3 separate regions of the Zea mays genome follow, and all the other regions are linked to region 1. The links are chromatin contacts, called in public Hi-C maps. All regions are on one chromosome and are shown on one strand. The core of a region is the stretch at or near the end of the contact, and the rest is flanking DNA. Distances in the headings are between cores, read along the strand shown.

Region 1 (3,014 bases), core at 178-2,677:
TACTTCATATTATTTGCAACTAAACACTGATGTGCTTAATAATCTTTTGTATTTCTTCTGTAATATTGTCATTACATTCATTCTCCTTGTGTTCATCAACTCTACCAAGAATTTGGTCCTAAGTACACTTGAAGTATGTACATTTGGTATAAGACAACATTAAATTCAATAAAGACAATTAATTATAGAAAAATGATATTGACCAAGTATTAGAACTACACAGTTATTCACAGTGGAAATGCTTCAGTGCACCAAATTGATAGGCTTCATTTCGTGTAACTATTCGTATATAACTTACATAGGCATCCTTTTTCGGCGGTCTGCAACATTTCTTTCACGGTTCAATACAGTCGGTTCTATCAAAACTTTTTTATGGAAAATATGTTAGATAAACTTGTATTTTCAGTTCAGTTTAGTAAAAGAGGCGTTCAAGTTCAGTTTAGTACTCATTTCATGTCAAGAAAAGGAAGTTATATCATGATGATCCAAAAATCACCATTTACCTTGACTTGTCATAAACTGAATTTGTTTCTATGAAATTTTGTTGTGGAGTTTCAAATTTTGTTTCTATGAAATTGTGTTGGTTGCGACTTGAAAATGAGAGTTGCGATTTGTCCTTGTTTGGAAAATGAGGTTCAATAAATAGCTTTCTCATGATTGGTAGATCCAGAATAGAAGAATGAAGAGAAGTGGGTGAGAGAGGATTCTGGATGGATGCAGGTACTCCGTACAGAAAAACAGTCTTCCATCTACCATTTTATCTAAAAAAAGCATCGACCTCTGTATACCGGCCACATGCATATAAACTTTATACCCCAATCAATACCCCACCACACATCAGTTTGACATTATTATATTCCTTAAGCTTTTGCATATATAAATTTTAATTCTAATTCAATATAATTCATGTGCTTACTTATCAACCATTTAATCATAAACCCTAAACATCCACTAACCGAAGCATATGTCAAATTGTGATGTAATATTAATTCATGACATAACAAGGCATGCTAAATCTTTACTAGCAGAATAGTCTAGTCAAATCTATTTAATTATGACAGATTAATAAACCACAAGCAATAATAATATATAACAATAGAGGATGACTGACCTCACTGATCGGAACACAAAATGTTGTTCTAGAACATTGGCCGACATTGTTTGGGTACTCTAGTATTCACTCTAATCCATATGTATTGAAGTTGATTAAGGTGTAAATTAAACTAATTTACACTTTAATCCATCTTAATACATATGGATTGAAGTAAATAATAGAGTATTTAAACAAAACGACAAGAGACGAAACCTAGGGCCTACGGGTGCAGTGAGGGCTGTGAGGCACGTTGCAATTTCTGAGGTGATCCATGCTTTGAAGCTGGGCTCTGCCAGACAAGAGGACGGCAGCGGCCCACATCAGATAGCACGCACATAATCAAGCCCTCCTGCCATTTCTGTCCAACCCACCAGGGCCCGAAGCACGGGACCGGACGGGGCGAGGAGAGTGAAACGGCGCGCAATCGCCGCCACCGCCGCGTCGGCACGTCCGCCCCACCTCTTCGCTTAGGCACGCGCCAAAACCAGTCACCGGCCGCAATCTGCCAATCTCCCGAGCCGCAGTCCTACGCTCCGGCTCCTCCACCTCCTAACCGCATTTGTTGATGACGGCGGAGCAGGAGTGGAGTGAGGTCCAGGTCCGGGCCCTCGACGGGCGATCCACGGTCGTCAAGCTGCCCCTTGGCGCCTCCGTCCGGGACCTCAAGGCCGCGCTCCGGACGTCCTTCTTGCCCGCGCAAGTCTCCCCCAGCTTCCACCTCTTCCTGAAGGTGCCGCGCAACAGCCTACCGGCCTCTAGCTTTCCGGCGTGTGCCAAGACTGTGTCGCTTCATCATGGCATATTGGCATTGATTCCTCATTGGGTTATTAGATTAGCGGTTGCAGCTTCACTATCGACACTAGTTAAATACAGTAGCACCTTTCTCGTGCTGAAATTTTTCCTCATGTGCTGAAGGGTGCTAAATTGCGTTTAGACGCTGAGATTGGCAGCCTTGCTATCGGCGATGGGGACTTCATTGTTCTCGTACCCTTCACAAGGACGCCACAGCAGCATTTTTCAGTTAGCACAGCAAGTCAAGATCAGGGCCACTGTCCACCAAAACAACCAGAAGTGTCTTCTGCGGCTAATTCAGCTTGGCAAGACATTATGGATGACCTCTCAGCAATGCCAGCCAGCCCACAGTCTGATGCTGCTTCCAAAGATTTTTACTCCTCATGTGACCCGTGCTCTGGGAGATTTACGGAGGATATGAAAGCGGGTCAAATTTCGACAAGTGGGTCATCAAGGAAAAGGAGGAAAACATGCAAGGAAAACGGAAATGGTTCCCCACAAATGGTGTCCTCGTCTGAAGCAAATGGTACAGCTGAGAAACACAACATAAGCAAGAAAAGTGGGGTGGCCAAATCTGCTGCTATGTTATGTCATGTATGTATCACCTCTTTTTTTTTTCTATCAGCCATTGTCAATTTCATCTTAATTTTCATCACCTGGAGAAGAAACCCAAATGACAGATTAGTGTTTATTGCCCAAGAAAAATGCAATACGCATATGGCATACATATTGACTTGCCATACATATTTTTCCCTTAGAAGCTGGATAGCCTTTTGATATTATGTGGTTGCAATGCAGGATATGCAACCTTTGAAACCTGCTGAAATGGTTGAACATCTGAAACAAGGACTTGGAAAGGAGGGGCAGGTTTTCACTTATATAACTTTCTGAAATTTATACTGCAAACAAAGCAATAGCATTTTAATATTGCAATTTGTATGTGCAGATCGTACATATCCAAGAGATATCATCTAGAGAGGCATCATTTACAGAACTTCCTTGTAATCTTTCAGAAGCTATGAGAGAAGCGCTGAAGAGTATTGGAATATCTAGACTGTATAGCCACCAGGTATGCCATGCTGTGTCATATTTTGTGCATATTTAATTAGGTCATTGTCTTATGTTGTTT
Region 2 (3,014 bases), core at 354-2,853, 350 kb after region 1:
TGTGAAGTAAACTTTAAATCAAGCTGTATCCCAATGTCGATGGCGCAAAAGAAAAGATAAAGAAATAATGATAATTGATAATGTGGTTGGAGATAAATAATTACCTGATTGAGTTGATGTGTGTTCATCTAGACTGCTTTCACTCACTGCTGATGCTTCTGGGTGAGATCGATCAGACTCTGATGATGAATCCCTATCACAAACTTCATGGCCTGGATTTTTCATCTCATAACCATTTCCTGACAAGGAGCCCTATACATATAGTCTAGCTAATGAGCTAATTATCTGTGGTATGGCAAGCAGACAAAGGTTTACATCATAATTACCAACACTTACATGGTTAGACTTAGACTTGGGATGGACATAATGATCCTCCATTTCCCGTAAAAGGCACATGCATTACAAAATGGTGTCACTGAGCTCCAAACAACATTTTGCTTCTGAGAAATCAGATGAACTGACACCTAAATGAACATGAACCTGTGCGGCAAGTAGTCAGCGTTGAATTAGCCGAGTTGACAATAACAAGCTAAAGGACAAGCGTATGCGTATTGGATTGCGACCCTACTTTATCAGTTACAGCTTTACATCTATTGCAGTGCTAAGTGGTATTTGCTTTCAGTGGATTATCTCATTAACATCATCAGCCAGGTTTTTTTTCCATCTCAGATGTTTGGACAGTGGAAAATACTCTAGAAAATCTTTGTTTTATACCGAGAGTGGATCAGCACTGTATATCACTAATTTTGTGCCTGTGAGTTGTCAGTTCCGAGTAGGTCCTCGTAGGAAAGATGCTTCAGCTGTTCAGAAGTTTATTACGCACTCAGAAACCTGGCTCGACAGTCGACACTCCCCTGAAGTTCTCACATGCATATTCATACCCTCAAGATGACTCTTATCGCACATCTATAATTGAATTAAGAAATCAACACAATCTACACAAACTTAGATTCAAGTCATCTAATCCTAGATAGAATAGAAAAGGGATTGCAGATTCCCATCCACCCCAACTGCCAAAAACATCAACGCGCCACCCCAGGCAACCCACGAAATAGTGGTCAGCTCACAGAACTTGCGCTCGGATTCTAGGAACAACAAACACATCGTGCAATGCGAGCTAGGCTGAAGCCTGAAGCCAAAGCTTATCCAAGCAAGCATGGCCAAGAAAACCAAATCAAACCGCAGTGCAAGGCTAAGGCATGGCAAATTTCCAAGCGGAAAATCAAGAAAACCAGAGGGGGAAAGCCTTGTGAGTGACAAGATTGAAGAAAAAGATGAACCGAATCAAACCGCAGTGCAAGGCTATAGGCTAAGCCGCTAAGGCATGGCGAATTGGCAACCCAGCAGAGCGAGCACGATGCCACTCTGGCAGCGGAGAGCAGAGGAGCCATCCATTCTGAAGCGACAGTGAACTCAAGAACAGAACTGACCAATCGAGGACTCATTATTAGAGGGATCAGGAGGAGTGTACCTGTATCTCCTTCCTCTCCCCTTCAAGTTTCTCTCTCTACCTTCTTCGGTCCCTTGAACCGTATCGATAGATAGAGAAATACGTCGAAGCAAGTGAGAGGCCGCTCCTGCTGCCAAATATATGCGGCTATGCGCCTACTGTACAAACAAAAAAATGTTTCGCCCTCCTCTCCGCTGCTCGGTGCTCACACGTCAGTCACCCCCGCCTTGAATATTGGTAGGTGCACCAAGAACCAGACTTGCTATGTTTTCATGGGTTCTGTTTGGGACCGCGGCATTCGTCACCGCTACGTGCAATGTGGCGAGTGGCGACCTCAGCCTCCACCTTGTGGCACGGAAAACGCGAGGGCTGTTCAATCTCGCGATCGCTGTATCTCCAGCGGTGAAAGGAATCATCGATTCTCATGAGCTGTTTGGTGGGTGATCCTCGCCGGCCGCAATCCTTGTTCGGTTAGGCCAATCCACGAGAGGATTGGAGGGATTTAAATCTCCTCCTAGTCAAAATGACTAGGAGGGGATTTAAACCTCTACAATCCCCCTCTAGATTGATGTGGTGTAACAGAACACGCCCTTAAACGGTCTCAAACCCTCTTTTCTTTTCTTTTTCTATTTCTTATTTCTATTTTCTATTTATATTTCTTTTATCTCCTTTTCTTTTGAACAAATAAATAACTAAATAATCTTGGGTGCTAGAAAAATAATAGTCTATGTGAGGTGCTTCTAACAATCAAATGTATGCATATGATGAGATGACTAGGGGGGAAATTTTGGGTGAGATAAAAAAAGAGGAGGGGTTAGGAGATTAGGGTTCCAAACCTCGGGTTGAAATTTTGGGATGTTACACAGAGGAACCAGCAGGAGCACGACGACGTGCGCGCTTTCCGATCTTGACTTGACGGAGCGGCGGGTGGACTCATCAGTATTACAAAACCCACATTTTTTGTTCTCATTCCAATTTCTTTTGATGAGGTTATCTTTAGTTAGAATAATCCCTTTAACCAAATACCACAGAAAGATTTTAATCTTTAGGGGTAAATTTAGTTTCCAAATCAGCTTGTGATTAAACATTTGACCGTTATCAATGAGAGCCTGATACATTGATTGCACCGTGAACTGACCAGAAGATGTTTCCGTCCACTTAAAGACATCTCTATTAGAGCTCTATGTTGGTCTTACTATATATAAGGAAACTATATCAAGTTTCATTTGATAATAAAATTATGGCGTTTGGAACTAGATCGAGGTTCATTTGATAATAGAATTATAGTTAGCAGCACCGAATGCACCAGTAAGGCATCGGATAGGAGTTGCATTATGTTGAAGAAAGGGCGACTAAGACAGAATGCATTTGACACGCAGTTGATATGGCACTCAGAGAAGTCTGTAACGTCTTCATGGATATTCATAAGGGCATAACCGCATAAGGCATTAAACATATAAAGTGTGTCATTGGATATCCTATCGTACAACAATGTGAGGAGGCCTATAACACATGTAACATATACGATGTATTGTATCCCATAAAATCATTATAAGTTTGAAAA
Region 3 (3,014 bases), core at 295-2,794, 300 kb after region 1:
GAATGCATAGAACCATTAAATTTTCAAACATTTAAACATGTGACAGACGTTTCAAAGATTGGGCCTTCGTGATTCAACCGTGTGAGATACAACAGTAAAAAAGACACCAAAATTGAGAAAGATCGCAAGCAGGTCCTCAACAAATAATGAAATACGGATGGAACAAGAACGGGCAATGCAGTTTCTTTATTTTCCTACACCAAATACATATGTTACAAACACAATGTAATAATACAAGTACTTCGCTGTCTCGGTTGGGAATGCAAAAACAAAAGGTCTTCTCAGAGGAACGAAGTTTTAGCAGTAGCAATTCCAAGGGCCAAACTGTTGTAAAACAGTGGTGGTACACCATCCAAACACAACAGTATGAAAAAAGGGGCATCAACATTAGGCATGAACAACATCTGCAACAGATACTTGCAAGCACAACAACCTGCCCCCTCGTCTCTAATTATCTTGGTAACCTGCGACACAACAAAGTACTAGAGGCCGAGCGCAAAGAGGAACGATAGATTCCATACATTCCTGTCGTTCTAGAGGCCGAGCCCTCCAATCTTGTCAAAAACAGCGAGTGTTCTTCCCCTTCTGTTCTTCCCTCCAACCGCAACTTCTCTCTGTTATCACGAGCAGTGCTGATAACGTATTACAGTTCAGTGAAAACGAGATTCGAGAGAATAGTGCAAATGACAGTTTTTCCTTTATTACAACAGAGATTATATTTATATATATATGAAGGAGTACATTGTCAAAAAATGTATCCTTAAGAATCATCTGTCGCACCCCTTGAATTGATCACAAATATAATATTTTATAACACCCCTGCAAAGATCCTCTCAACTCTCAACTCTCAACCCGGGACGTGCCGTGTTCCCCAAACCGTCGCCACTGCAGACCAGTCCAACGCTGAGCCGGATCCACATCAACTAGTGCCAAACTGTCAGGGCCAGCCGCCCTCCGGGGGCCCCACTGCCAGTCTGCGCGGCCCTCTACTCCACCGCACCGGGTAAAGGGTAGGCAGAAGAAACTAGACGCAAGTCCACACCAATCCGACGGCCTACGCTGCCTCGATGTAATCGCACGGTACTCGGCTCAGAGCTGTCTATTTCTGAACTGTTTGCTATCAAGCCACTTCCACTGTGGGCCCATATATCTTGGCCAGCTCTGTCAGTGATGTCCAATACCCAAACCCGAGGTACGCCTGGGCCCAGCAATTAACTAATAATATCTCGTGCTAAAAAAACAGAGACGAAAAAAAAAGAAAAACAAGGCAGGAGAAAAAGATGCTTTTGGCATCATCCAGCCCACCACGTCTCTCCCGCTCTCCGGCCCGCTCTCCACCCACCCCCTCTCAAAAGAAACACACGCCCCTCGGATACCGCCACGTCAGCGATCCGCGCCTCTCGATCCGAGCACTCGCATTGGCCGCGCGCGAGACCCACTAGCCAACCTCCCTGCGCCTGGTCCAGGGCGCGCCCCGTGAACCGCTCCCCTCTTCCCCCAATGGCGAGGAAAACACCCACCCCGTATAAGATCACTCTGTATTTCAAATCCCCTCGCATCCAAACACTTCCGTGGAAAAAAAACAATTAATAATTTATTACTGGCAGAAGGGGGAAGAAGAGATGGTGGACGAGGCATGGGAGCGGGCGGTGGAGGCGGCGCTGCACGCCGGCGGCGAGGGGAGCTCGTCGCCGGCGCGGAGCCTGACGCTTGACGGCGCCGTCAAGTGCACGCACGGGCGGCTGCCGGCGGCAGAGATACTGGAGCGGCACCAGAGCCTGGAGCACCTTTCGATCGCTGGCGTCGGGGTCACGTCGCTCGAGGGTTTCCCGCGGCTGCGGAACCTCACGCGGCTCACCCTCTCCGACAACCGCATCGCCGGCGGTCTCGACCACCTCGTCGCCGCTGGCCTGTCCTCGCTGCGGGACCTCGACCTCAGCAACAACCGCATCCAGGACGTTGACGACCTCGCGCCACTCGCCGACCTGCGCCTCGTCTCGCTCGACCTCTACGAGTGCCCCGTTACCCGTGTCAAGGACTACAGATCCAGGGTCTTCGAGATGATCCGGACGCTCAAATACCTGGACAAGATGGATGCCGACGAGAACGAGCGCCCCGAGTCCGATGACGACGATGACGACGGCGAGGGCGATGGCGAGGGCGATGGCGACGATGATGACGAAGATGAAGAAGACGAGGAAGACCCTGGGAGCGGCGAGGTAGCGAACGGCGGCGTCGCCCATGCGCGCGCGGGCGTGCCCTCGCACCCGGTGGAGGTGAATGGGGTGATCGATGTGGACGAGGAGGAGAGCGACGCTGACGAGGTCATCCCGAACGGTGGTGTCGAGCACAGCCATGGCGCAAACGGGTTTCGTGTCGCGGCTGCTGGCGAAGCCCGTGGCGAGGAGGATGAGGACGTGGAGGAAGATGACGACGACGACGATGACTTTGAGGAGGAGGATTTGGGGGAGGAGATTGATGAGGATGTTGATGACGAGGATGCTGTTGTGGAGGTGCATGATGTACCAAGTAGTGACGAGGAGGAAGATGGCGTGGAGGAGGATGAGGAAGAAGAGGATGAGGACGAAGATGATGAAGAAGAGGAGGAGGTTGAGGATGAAGGTGAAGAGGCGGAGCCACAGAGCAGTGGTAGGGTTGCCATGATGACAGGCGAGGATGAAGGAGAAGAGATAGATGGGCATGAACATGGAGAAGGGGACGATGAGGATGAAAATGGTGAGATTGGTGAAGAGGATGAGGAGGGATTGGAGGTGGGGAATGATGACGACGAAGACGACGCAGATGCGGATGATGAGGTATATCACATTGATTTTCTTGCAGGCGTTTCAAGTGCTTTTCCATTTATTGCAATTTCCTGTTTACTCAGTTGTTAATCTTTTTACGGTTATCTATTTGTTTATATCACTGCAGATGACATAACATGCATTTTGTTTTTTTAGTATAGTATTGTGAAAGTTGGCTCTTAGCGAAATTAATTTGTCACGGTGTTGCTC

The links. Hi-C and Micro-C count contacts between places; a contact is called where the count stands out from the background.
Region 2: a Hi-C map of leaf shows a contact between it and region 1, with 5 times the contacts expected there. The contact joins the promoter of LOC100280919 here to the promoter of LOC103633409 in region 1. A contact is called at or near these places in 2 of 25 Hi-C or Micro-C datasets (leaf and leaf mesophyll).
Region 3: a Hi-C map of tassel shows a contact between it and region 1, with 2.2 times the contacts expected there. The contact joins the promoter of LOC100383529 here to the promoter of LOC103633409 in region 1. A contact is called at or near these places in 2 of 25 Hi-C or Micro-C datasets (leaf and tassel).

The regions. Positions count from the first base shown.
Region 1 is chr7:173,769,181-173,772,194 of Zm-B73-REFERENCE-NAM-5.0, forward strand. LOC103633409 reads left to right here and starts at 1,428. Exons shown (of 23, transcript XM_008655111.4): 1 at 1,428-1,823; 2 at 2,009-2,479; 3 at 2,684-2,752; 4 at 2,832-2,954. The coding sequence starts at 1,659.
Region 2 is chr7:174,115,241-174,118,254 of Zm-B73-REFERENCE-NAM-5.0, forward strand. It overlaps LOC100280919 (nuclear transcription factor Y subunit A-3), which reads right to left and starts at 1,604. Exons shown (of 7, transcript NM_001153839.2): 1 at 1,472-1,604; 2 at 337-480; 3 at 105-252. The coding sequence starts at 396.
Region 3 is chr7:174,067,193-174,070,206 of Zm-B73-REFERENCE-NAM-5.0, forward strand. It overlaps LOC100383529 (Acidic leucine-rich nuclear phosphoprotein 32-related protein), which reads left to right and starts at 1,545. Exons shown (of 2, transcript NM_001176177.1): 1 at 1,545-2,816. The coding sequence starts at 1,623.